Linked DNA regions of Mus musculus: all the other regions are linked to region 1. Evidence: chromatin contacts called from public Hi-C and targeted proximity ligation data. All regions are on one chromosome and are shown on one strand. The core of a region is the stretch at or near the end of the contact, and the rest is flanking DNA. Distances in the headings are between cores, read along the strand shown. Region 1 holds the start of Rps6kb2 (ribosomal protein S6 kinase, polypeptide 2). Region 2 holds the start of Rbm14 (RNA binding motif protein 14). Region 3 holds the start of Rin1 (Ras and Rab interactor 1).

What was found. A called contact is a pair of places that touch in the nucleus more often than the background predicts.
Region 2: a Hi-C map of neural progenitor cells shows a contact between it and region 1, with 2.3 times the contacts expected there. A contact is called at or near these places in 1 of 39 promoter capture datasets (the SN4741 cell line), 1 of 484 Hi-C or Micro-C datasets (neural progenitor cells) and 1 of 130 datasets of targeted methods (pancreatic cancer cells).
Region 3: a targeted proximity ligation map of pancreatic cancer cells shows a contact between it and region 1. A contact is called at or near these places in 1 of 39 promoter capture datasets (liver), 2 of 484 Hi-C or Micro-C datasets (embryonic stem cells and myocytes) and 1 of 130 datasets of targeted methods (pancreatic cancer cells).

The regions. Positions count from the first base shown.
Region 1 is chr19:4,161,994-4,164,693 of GRCm38.p6, forward strand. It overlaps Rps6kb2 (ribosomal protein S6 kinase, polypeptide 2), which reads right to left and starts at 1,390. Exons shown (of 15, transcript NM_021485.3): 1 at 1,175-1,390; 2 at 829-869; 3 at 610-730; 4 at 267-335. The coding sequence starts at 1,252. Carns1 (carnosine synthase 1) reads right to left here. Exons shown (of 10, transcript NM_134148.2): 10 at 2,331-2,700.
Region 2 is chr19:4,810,217-4,812,916 of GRCm38.p6, forward strand. It overlaps Rbm14 (RNA binding motif protein 14), which reads right to left and starts at 1,418. Exons shown (of 3, transcript NM_019869.3): 1 at 956-1,418. The coding sequence starts at 1,292. It overlaps Gm21992 (predicted gene 21992), which reads right to left and starts at 1,383. Exons shown (of 3, transcript NR_157185.1): 1 at 956-1,383.
Region 3 is chr19:5,049,465-5,052,164 of GRCm38.p6, forward strand. Rin1 (Ras and Rab interactor 1) reads left to right here and starts at 1,351. Exons shown (of 10, transcript NM_001374051.1): 1 at 1,351-1,477; 2 at 1,610-1,790; 3 at 1,890-2,004; 4 at 2,094-2,166; 5 at 2,277-2,368; 6 at 2,512-2,700. The coding sequence starts at 1,395. It overlaps Brms1 (breast cancer metastasis-suppressor 1), which reads left to right. Exons shown (of 10, transcript NM_134155.3): 10 at 1-448.

The DNA.
Region 1 (2,700 bases), core at 140-2,639:
ATCCTGGGCTTCTATTCACAGAATGCCAACAGTACTGCCTGTCCTCATGAGTCCTGACAATCAAAGCTTGCCATATGTGCCCTAGCAGGCCAGCTTCTTCCATCCAAGAATTACTCCAAAATCGTATGTATGACAATAGATGCTAAGTCAGCAAGTGTCAAGATAAGGACTGTCTTTATCATGTTTCCGGCTGTCTTCCCGAGACCTGGCACAGGCTGATGGGGATGGCAGCTACTCTGTCTCTGCTGGCTAAGCGAGTGACTCACCTTCCTTAAGACCTTCATGGCATATATTTTTCCCAAGTTGGTGCCTTGCACTTTTCTCACCTGGAACACCTGTAGGGCAGGGGAGACAGGATTAACTTCTCTGACCACACCCCACCTTCAAGGTTGCCCCACCCTAAAGGGACCAAAAGGTCTAAACTCAGCTTAAGGGTGGAACAGTAAAGATCTCCATCAGATTTTGAAAGGATATGCCCTTCCTTCCCCCAGGTCTCCAGCTCTGAATTCCATCAGAGACTCCGTACATTTACAAGCCTATTGGGTGTGAAGGATAGTATGCTGTCTCAGGCTAGAGCTGAGGTCGCCAGGGAGAGAGGGATGTTAGTACCTTGCCATAGCCCCCCTTGCCCAGTACACTCAGTAGCTCAAAGCAGTGGGGCCCGATGCGCTCAGGACCCAGGTTCACGCTGCTCTCTGTCAGCTCTACTTCTTCATAGTGTCCCACTGTCCTAAAGACAGAATAAGTTAATGAGGGAAAGGCTCTAGTGTACTCCAAGTCCCGACCCCTACTCCATACCCCCACCCCCCAAGCAAGACCCTCACTCACTCCAGGCCAGCAGCCCTTAATTCGCCAAGGGGACACACGTCCTGTGAGAAACCAAGTAATAAGAACCATGGGAGGTGCCAGAATACCTCCTCCCAACCTAGGCTCAACTGCTTGGCCCAGGGGAGAGGACCAAGGATAGAAGACAGGAGCAGGGATGGGGAAAGGTTGGGAAGGAGAGACCAAGGATAGAAAAGGAAAGATTGGGTCCAGGGGCTGGGGCTGGGGTTGGGGTTGGGGCTGGATCTGGGTTTGTAGGGGTCACAAACCACTCAGAGTTGGGAGCGCCAGGGTTTTGGTTAACCAGCCGGGCTCCCGGGTCCAGTCGCGCCCGGAGAGAAACACTCACCGCAGGGCTGAACTCCGGTTCGCCCTCGCCCTCGCTCCCTTCCTCGGTCTCCAAGTCTAAATCAAATACGGCCGCCATGGCCCCGCCGGTCCCGCGGGACCCTTGGCCCGGACCAGGCAGAACTCTGACTGACAGCACCGGGCTGTGCCTACGTCATTTCTCCGCGACAGCAGCCGCTCGCTCTGTTGACGCAATAGCTTCACCCACTCTCAAGTCGAGTGGGAAGAAAAGATGGCGCCTGTCGGAAAGCCTCTCGGGAGTCGTAGTTCCAGACATCTGGACCTCCCATCCTGCAAGCCTTATGAATAGAATAGGCTTTACTAGACCATCTTCCTTGTCGGTTTCTCCTGGGCCAGCTCTCGCCCCGAGCCGCGCGCACAGAGGCTCCCATTTTGACTCTGGAGCAAGTTCAAGATTTAATGGGCAGAATTACAGATGCATGAACGTTTAAGTGGCAACTCCTCAGCCCTTCTTAGTGCTGTGAGCTGCCCAGAAAGAAAACTTGTGTCTGTTCGGTTGTATTAGGGGACAGTAAGCTGTATTAGGGACACTCCATACAACCTCCCTGAAGCTCACAGACCCTGCAGGTCTGACATTTTCTGGGCGACTGCCTGGGCTTTGTTTCAAGGCTCCCTTTCTGAAGGGCTCAACACACCTAAATATGGACTTTTGCTAATGTATGCATACCGAGTATTTGAGCTGCCTAGTTCAGAATAGATATTTTAATAGAATATAGTTGAAAGGATGGATGAGAACTGGCGAGATGGTTCAGCGGGTAAAATCACTTGCCATACAAATGGCAAGTGACTGCTGGGGTTCGATCCCAAACGAAGCCTGTCCATTTCTATTGGAGTCTGTCTGGATAGCTTTTCCATTGCACACGGGATGCCCACTGAGGTATAGGATATGAACTCAGATGAACAAAATTTAGGGGTATCCAGGTCTGCAGAGGGATTACTGCCTGAATATGATTTAGGATTATAATTCAAGAAAAAAAAATCTCAAACATACATGTAGATATAAGGTAAGCCCGTAGCAAAGGTCAACCCTGGGGCCCAGCCAATGGGGTGCTTTCTACCTCTCCCTCCCACTTCCCAGCTCCCCACCTACTGAACCTGGGAGGGGAGCACTAGCTAAAACACTGGACTCCGGATACTTCACTAGTTAACAAGTCTTTATTTAGGTAGGCAGGTTTCAGGAGCTGTCCTCGGCTCCTGAGCAAAGACAGGTGTTTTCAGAGTAGCTAGCTCCCTAAAATGAGGAAAGGTGTACACAGAAGTCCCAGGGCCAAGCTAGCTAGGAATGCCAGAGGCCAAAGCAACAAAGCTGGTAGAGATCGTGTGTGGTGTATGGGAGGCAGGTGTTTAGGAGTCTGAGTGCTGCCTATAAATGAAGATAGAAAGGAGAGAGGACCTGGAGGCTAACTGAGCGTTTAAAACAGTAAACAGAGAAGGTTGGCCTTGGCATTCTGTCTACATCCACTATAATAGGAACTTGGAGGCAGTCTTTTTTTTTTTTTCTCTCTC
Region 2 (2,700 bases), core at 168-2,667, 650 kb after region 1:
AAATAGCAAACTAGCAAGCTGTCCTAAGAATTATTCAAGCAATAAAAAGTACTAACTAAATAAATGGTGTTAAAACCAAGTTTAATAGAAATCTCACACGCCCCTCTCAACACCCCCCCCCCCCCCAGCCAGAGTATTCCCCTTTGCAATCTCACCAAGCTAATAAACATCTGTGCCCGGAGGCACCAGCTTAGCAAGTAAAAGGCTAACGAGGGAGAGGCTTAATAGCCCCCTTTCACATGCAAAAATAACGCAGAAAACCGGGGCTTCCACTTGTTAAGTTGTAAAACCCAACACAAAGTGGAGGGTGGAGGAAAAGAATTAAAAAGCACAAAACCGCCAAGGCTAACCCATCGAATACTGAAAGGTCAAAGGGGTTCCGAAAAGGCCCCTCCCATGCCCACAAGCAGATTCATTCCAGACAATACTAAAAAAGCCCGAACCCGAGAAACCAAGGGCCCGCTACCTTCCGGGAAGCATCGGGAAGGAACGCCAGAGCGGCCTTGGGGCTTCAACCCAACCTTTTCCCTTTTCCCTCGATCTGACCAAATTCTGGAGAGGAAGTGGGGAAGTGGCGAACTCTTTTCACCGCTCCATAATCCGGTTGGTGCCCTTCCCTTTCCATTTCATTTTGGTGCCAGGCTCATGCAACCAGGAAAAGGCGCCTCCTCCCAACCCCGCACACTCGCAAATCTCTGGCGCGTCCCCAGCCCCGAGGCTTCGGCTTGCAGTGGCCACTGCACCCGCCCGGAACCGACTCCTCCCACTTGATGAATGTTGCTGGGACCGCAGGGGAGAAGGGTGGCTCTACCCAACTCGCCCCCAGCACCTTAGGCCCCGCTCCTGCACACTTCCCCATCATTCCCAACCCTGAGGACCAACCCCAGAGTGAGGGGCGTGGCTAAGAGGCAGAGAGCACCGCGCGTGTCCCCTCCCGAGCGCGCTCCCGCGTTACCTTTTACCACGTCACACTCGATGACGCGTCCACGGCGCTCGAAGAGGCTGCGCAATTCCTGACTTGTACATGCAGCCGATACATTGCCCACGAAAATCTTCCAAGTGTTCAGGGGCCTCGGGCGCGACATCTCCACCACGAGCGCGCGACCTGGACGCAGCTCGTGGCCATGCAGGGCCTCGATGGCGCGCACCGCGCCAGCGTTCTCGCGCATGTGCACGAAGGCAAACTGTTTCATGACGGCGCAGCTCATGACCGTGCCATAGGGCGCGAAGAGAGCTGCCAACTCCTCCGGTGTCGTATCCGCCCCATCGACATTGCCCACAAAAATCTTCATTTTGCCGCCGCAACCGCCTTCTCGGAGAGACAGGACCTCTCCTACAGCGACAGGCAAAACGTCCGAACGACCCGCAGTCCTCCACAGGAATGGCTGGCGACCGAGAACCCCGCCGCGCAGGCGCTCTAACCTAACCAATTGGAGGCGGCATCGCGCGCGGATAGCAGCCAATCAAACAGGTTGAGAGCAGATGTCCTTTGACGCAGCCAATCCCAGAGGGCCTGGAGCCCCTTGTTAACGGAGGGGGTGGAAAAAGCATAGAGGCGCGCGACCAACCGCCACCTTCGGGGGGAGGGGAAAGGAGGGCTGGGGACGGGGAAGCGCGCTCCGGCCGAGTCCGCAGAGGCCTAGTCAGAAGAGCTACCTCCGGCCAGGGTGTGGCGTCCCGGCGGGGCCCCAAGGAAAACTTTGTTCTTTAGGGAAGTCCGGGCTCCTCCGTTTGAGCTGCCGCAGCCAAACCCTGGGTGTTGTGATGGCAGCCTCAGCGTCTGCGGTAAGGCCGCGCCCGGAGGAGAAACCAGGACAAACCCCTTTTAGTCTGGGATTGGCCCCCGACACTATATGCTTGGAGTAGGAAGGGACTGTAACTCTTTCTTTGCAAGCACATTACTTGGGGTTGCTTGAGCTCTGGAGGATTTTGCAGACAGTGAATATTGAGCGTCTGTCTGTCTCAACCTGATGGAATTTCGAGAATTACGATGATGACCATTTATTGTATGCATGAAGTTTATCACAGTATTATGTTCCATAAAGTAGAAGATCAGTAATCCTGAGGAAGCCAAAAGTTGGATCTTAAAAATATATGAGGAGGGGGCCAGGAGTGGTGGGCACCCTTTTAATCCCAGCAACCAGGAAGCAAAATCGAAAGAAATTTGTTCGAGGCCAGCCTGGTCTACATAGTGAGATCCAGGATAGGCAAGGATATAGAGAGACCCTGTCTTTAAAAAAACAGCAAAAACTTAGAGGGGCTGCTCACTGGTAAGAGAGCTTGCTGCTTTTCCAGAAAACTTGAGTTCGATTCCCAGCACCAACATGAGGGCTTACAAACCAGCTAATTCCAGTTCCAAGAGAACTGGCCATTGCACATCTGTGGTACGCAGAGAAACAAGCAAAACACCCACACACATAAAATAACGTTAAATTTAAAAAAGGCTGGAGAGATGGCTCAGTGGTTAAGAGCACCGACTGCTCTTCCAAAGGTCCTGAGTTCAAATCCCAGCAACCACATGGTGGCTCACAACCATCCATAGTAAGATCTGTCGCCCTCTTCTGGTGCATCTGAAGACAGCTACAGTATACTTAGATATAATAATAAATAAATCTTTTAAAAAAATTTAAGCCATCCCTGTAATCCCAGCACTTGGGAGGCAGAGGCAGGCAGATTTCTGAGTTCGAGGCCAGCCTGGTC
Region 3 (2,700 bases), core at 101-2,600, 890 kb after region 1:
GCAGGATTAACATTTCTCTGCAAAGGCAGGGGGTTGCCTAGTAGCTCTTCAGTGTTGCTGCTGGCCCCTGACCCTCTGCCACCACTGGCCTGGACTCCTCTGCTCTCCTTGGGATCTGCACAACTGTGGCCCTGAAGCCGACCTGGCCAAGCAAGACTGTGGTCTCCATCCCTGACCAGCCCACTCCCTCCCAAAGAATAACTTCTTCAGCGTCCCCCCACAGAGAGACCAGGCCTCATCCAGAGTCACAGCAGCAGTCCTCCTGACCTTGAACCCTGGCCCTCAGCCACTGAGCCAGGCCCAACTGTAGGAGGAACTCTCAAGCAGACATGTTGGGCCTTGTCCACCCTGACTGCCGCTGGAGAGGACGGCTTCCCAGGCTTTCTCAGGGCTATTCCTGGTGTCTGCCTCTCAGATTCCAAAGACTGGAATAAAATTTAACCTGGGACCTTGGTGTGGCTGATGTGTGGCTGCTGTATCTTAAAAGGGAATCAAGGCTTTGTGGGAGCACCTAAGACAGACTTTGCTGGGGTCCCTGTAGTTTGTGACTTAGAGAAAAGCCTGGGAGAGGAAGTTGGGACCAGAGCAGGAAGCGCCGCATGGCACAGGCAAGCCAGAGAAGCACATGGCCTTGTGTGGTGAAGGGACTTTTGGACATGCCTGGAGGCCAGGTCATGTCTGCACCTGCCCCAGACACTCGGCAGATTGGCAAGGCAGGCTAGCTAGCAGGGCCTGTGTGTGGGAGGCAGCTAGCAGCAGCACCAAGTGCTGTCGACCTCACAGCCACACTCCCCCTCTGGTTAACAGTGAGTGTCAGAACCACCCCCAGAACCTCAGTTAAGCAAAGAGCTTAGTTTCCATGGAGACACAGCATCCTTTCTCCATAGCAACCTGAAATCACAAAACCCAAGTTAGGTTCAGGAATGAGTCATCTGCAACCAGTAGGGGGTGCTCTCCCACAAGGCTGACCTTCCCCCCCCCCCGCCCCCCCTTTGCAAGGCTGGAGCCGATGAGCCAGTGACCACAGACTTCTTAAGGTGACCCAGGGGTGTGGCTTGGGTCTATGGGAACTTGGCTGATCCAGCCTAACCCCTCCCTCCCCCACTGCCTAGTGTGAGGAGGCTGCAGGAGGTGCTGTGTGGGGGTGGTCCTCCCTTAGCCGGGGCCTGATGATGACACTGGCATGGAGGGCTTCTCTGCCATTCAAGACTGTCTAAGAGTAGAAGAAGTGGACACTGGCTACATGGAGTGGACATACAAGAGTTAACTGGCGGGGTGTGACAGGGCGAACCGCCTTCAGGAAGTGTTACTCACCGCCAGGAATGTGCACGCCTGTGCCTTGGGGGTTGGATTGTCTTCCTGAGTCCCAGGAGAAGCCGAAGGAGCTCCCAGCCATGGAAGACCCTGGTGAGACCGGAGCACACCCTCTGGGAGCCACCAACCTGAACTTTGTACCTGGGCACCAACAGAAAGAAAAGTTAGTAAAGTTGGGGGGTCAGCCAGGTGCATCGGGTGAGGGCAGATCTAGGAGGAGCTGGCAAGGACAGGATAGATGGGAAGCCCAGAATGGGAAGACGTGTTCACCCCAGGTCTGGGTGTCTGCCCCCAGGCCATCTACAGACCCACTGTATGACACACCTGATACCAGAGGGGTACAGGCAGGCGGGTCCCAACAGCCAGCACGTACTGTGAGCCTTCGGGAGCGGCTGCTGATCACCCGGCCTGTGTGGTTACAGCTGCGGGCCAACGCTGCAGCCGCGCTGCACGTGCTGAGGACAGAGCCTCCGGGGGTGAGTCTCTCCCTTTCCTCAAGGCCTAGCCCGCCAAGGATGGGAGGGAACCAGCCTGGACATGGAGGACCAGAGCCTCCTAATCTCGTTCACTCACAGACCTTCCTGGTGCGGAAATCTAACACTCGCCAGTGCCAGGCTCTGTGTGTGCGGCTGCCAGAAGCTAGTGGCCCCTCTTTTGTCTCCAGCCACTATATCGAAGAGAGTACTGGCGGTGAGGAGGGTGGCCTGGAGGGCAGGGGCTGGAAGACAGGCAGGGGAGGGAGGTCCCCAGAGAACAGCCTCACTCCCAATGTCTCTCAGGTGTCTCTTTGGAGGGCTCAGAGCTCATGTTCCAGGACCTGGTGCAGCTCATCTGTGGATACTGCCGTACCAGGTGAGCCTGCCTGGGGGGCACCTGCTGAGCCCTGGGCCTGCTTCCCTGGACTGCCTGTCCTCTGCATCTGAACCCCGCTCACTCCTGACTGCTCCTTGCTCTGTCCTTAGGGACATTCTTCTCCTCCCTCTCCGACTCCCCAGAGCCATTCATCAGGCAGCCACCCACAAAGAGCTGGAGGCCATCTCCCATCTGGGCATGGGTAAGGGTACCCTGCAGCCTGTTACACAGATGGACACACAGAGGTCAAATGGGGGAAGGAAGAGCAATCAAGATTTTCCTTTGTGGGCACCCTGCAGAGCCAGCTCTGAGCACCCCCCCCCCCCATTGGTTTCTCATTGCTAGAGTTCTGGAGCTCCTCACTCAACACCAAGGACCAACAGAGGCCTTCGGAAGCCCCACCCATACCCCGGCTGAAGGCTCGCTCCCCTCAAGAGCTGGATCAGGGCACTGGTGCTGCCCTCTGCTTCTTCAACCCCCTCTTCCCCGGGGATCTGGGCCCCACCAAACGAGAGAAATTCAAGAGGAGTTTCA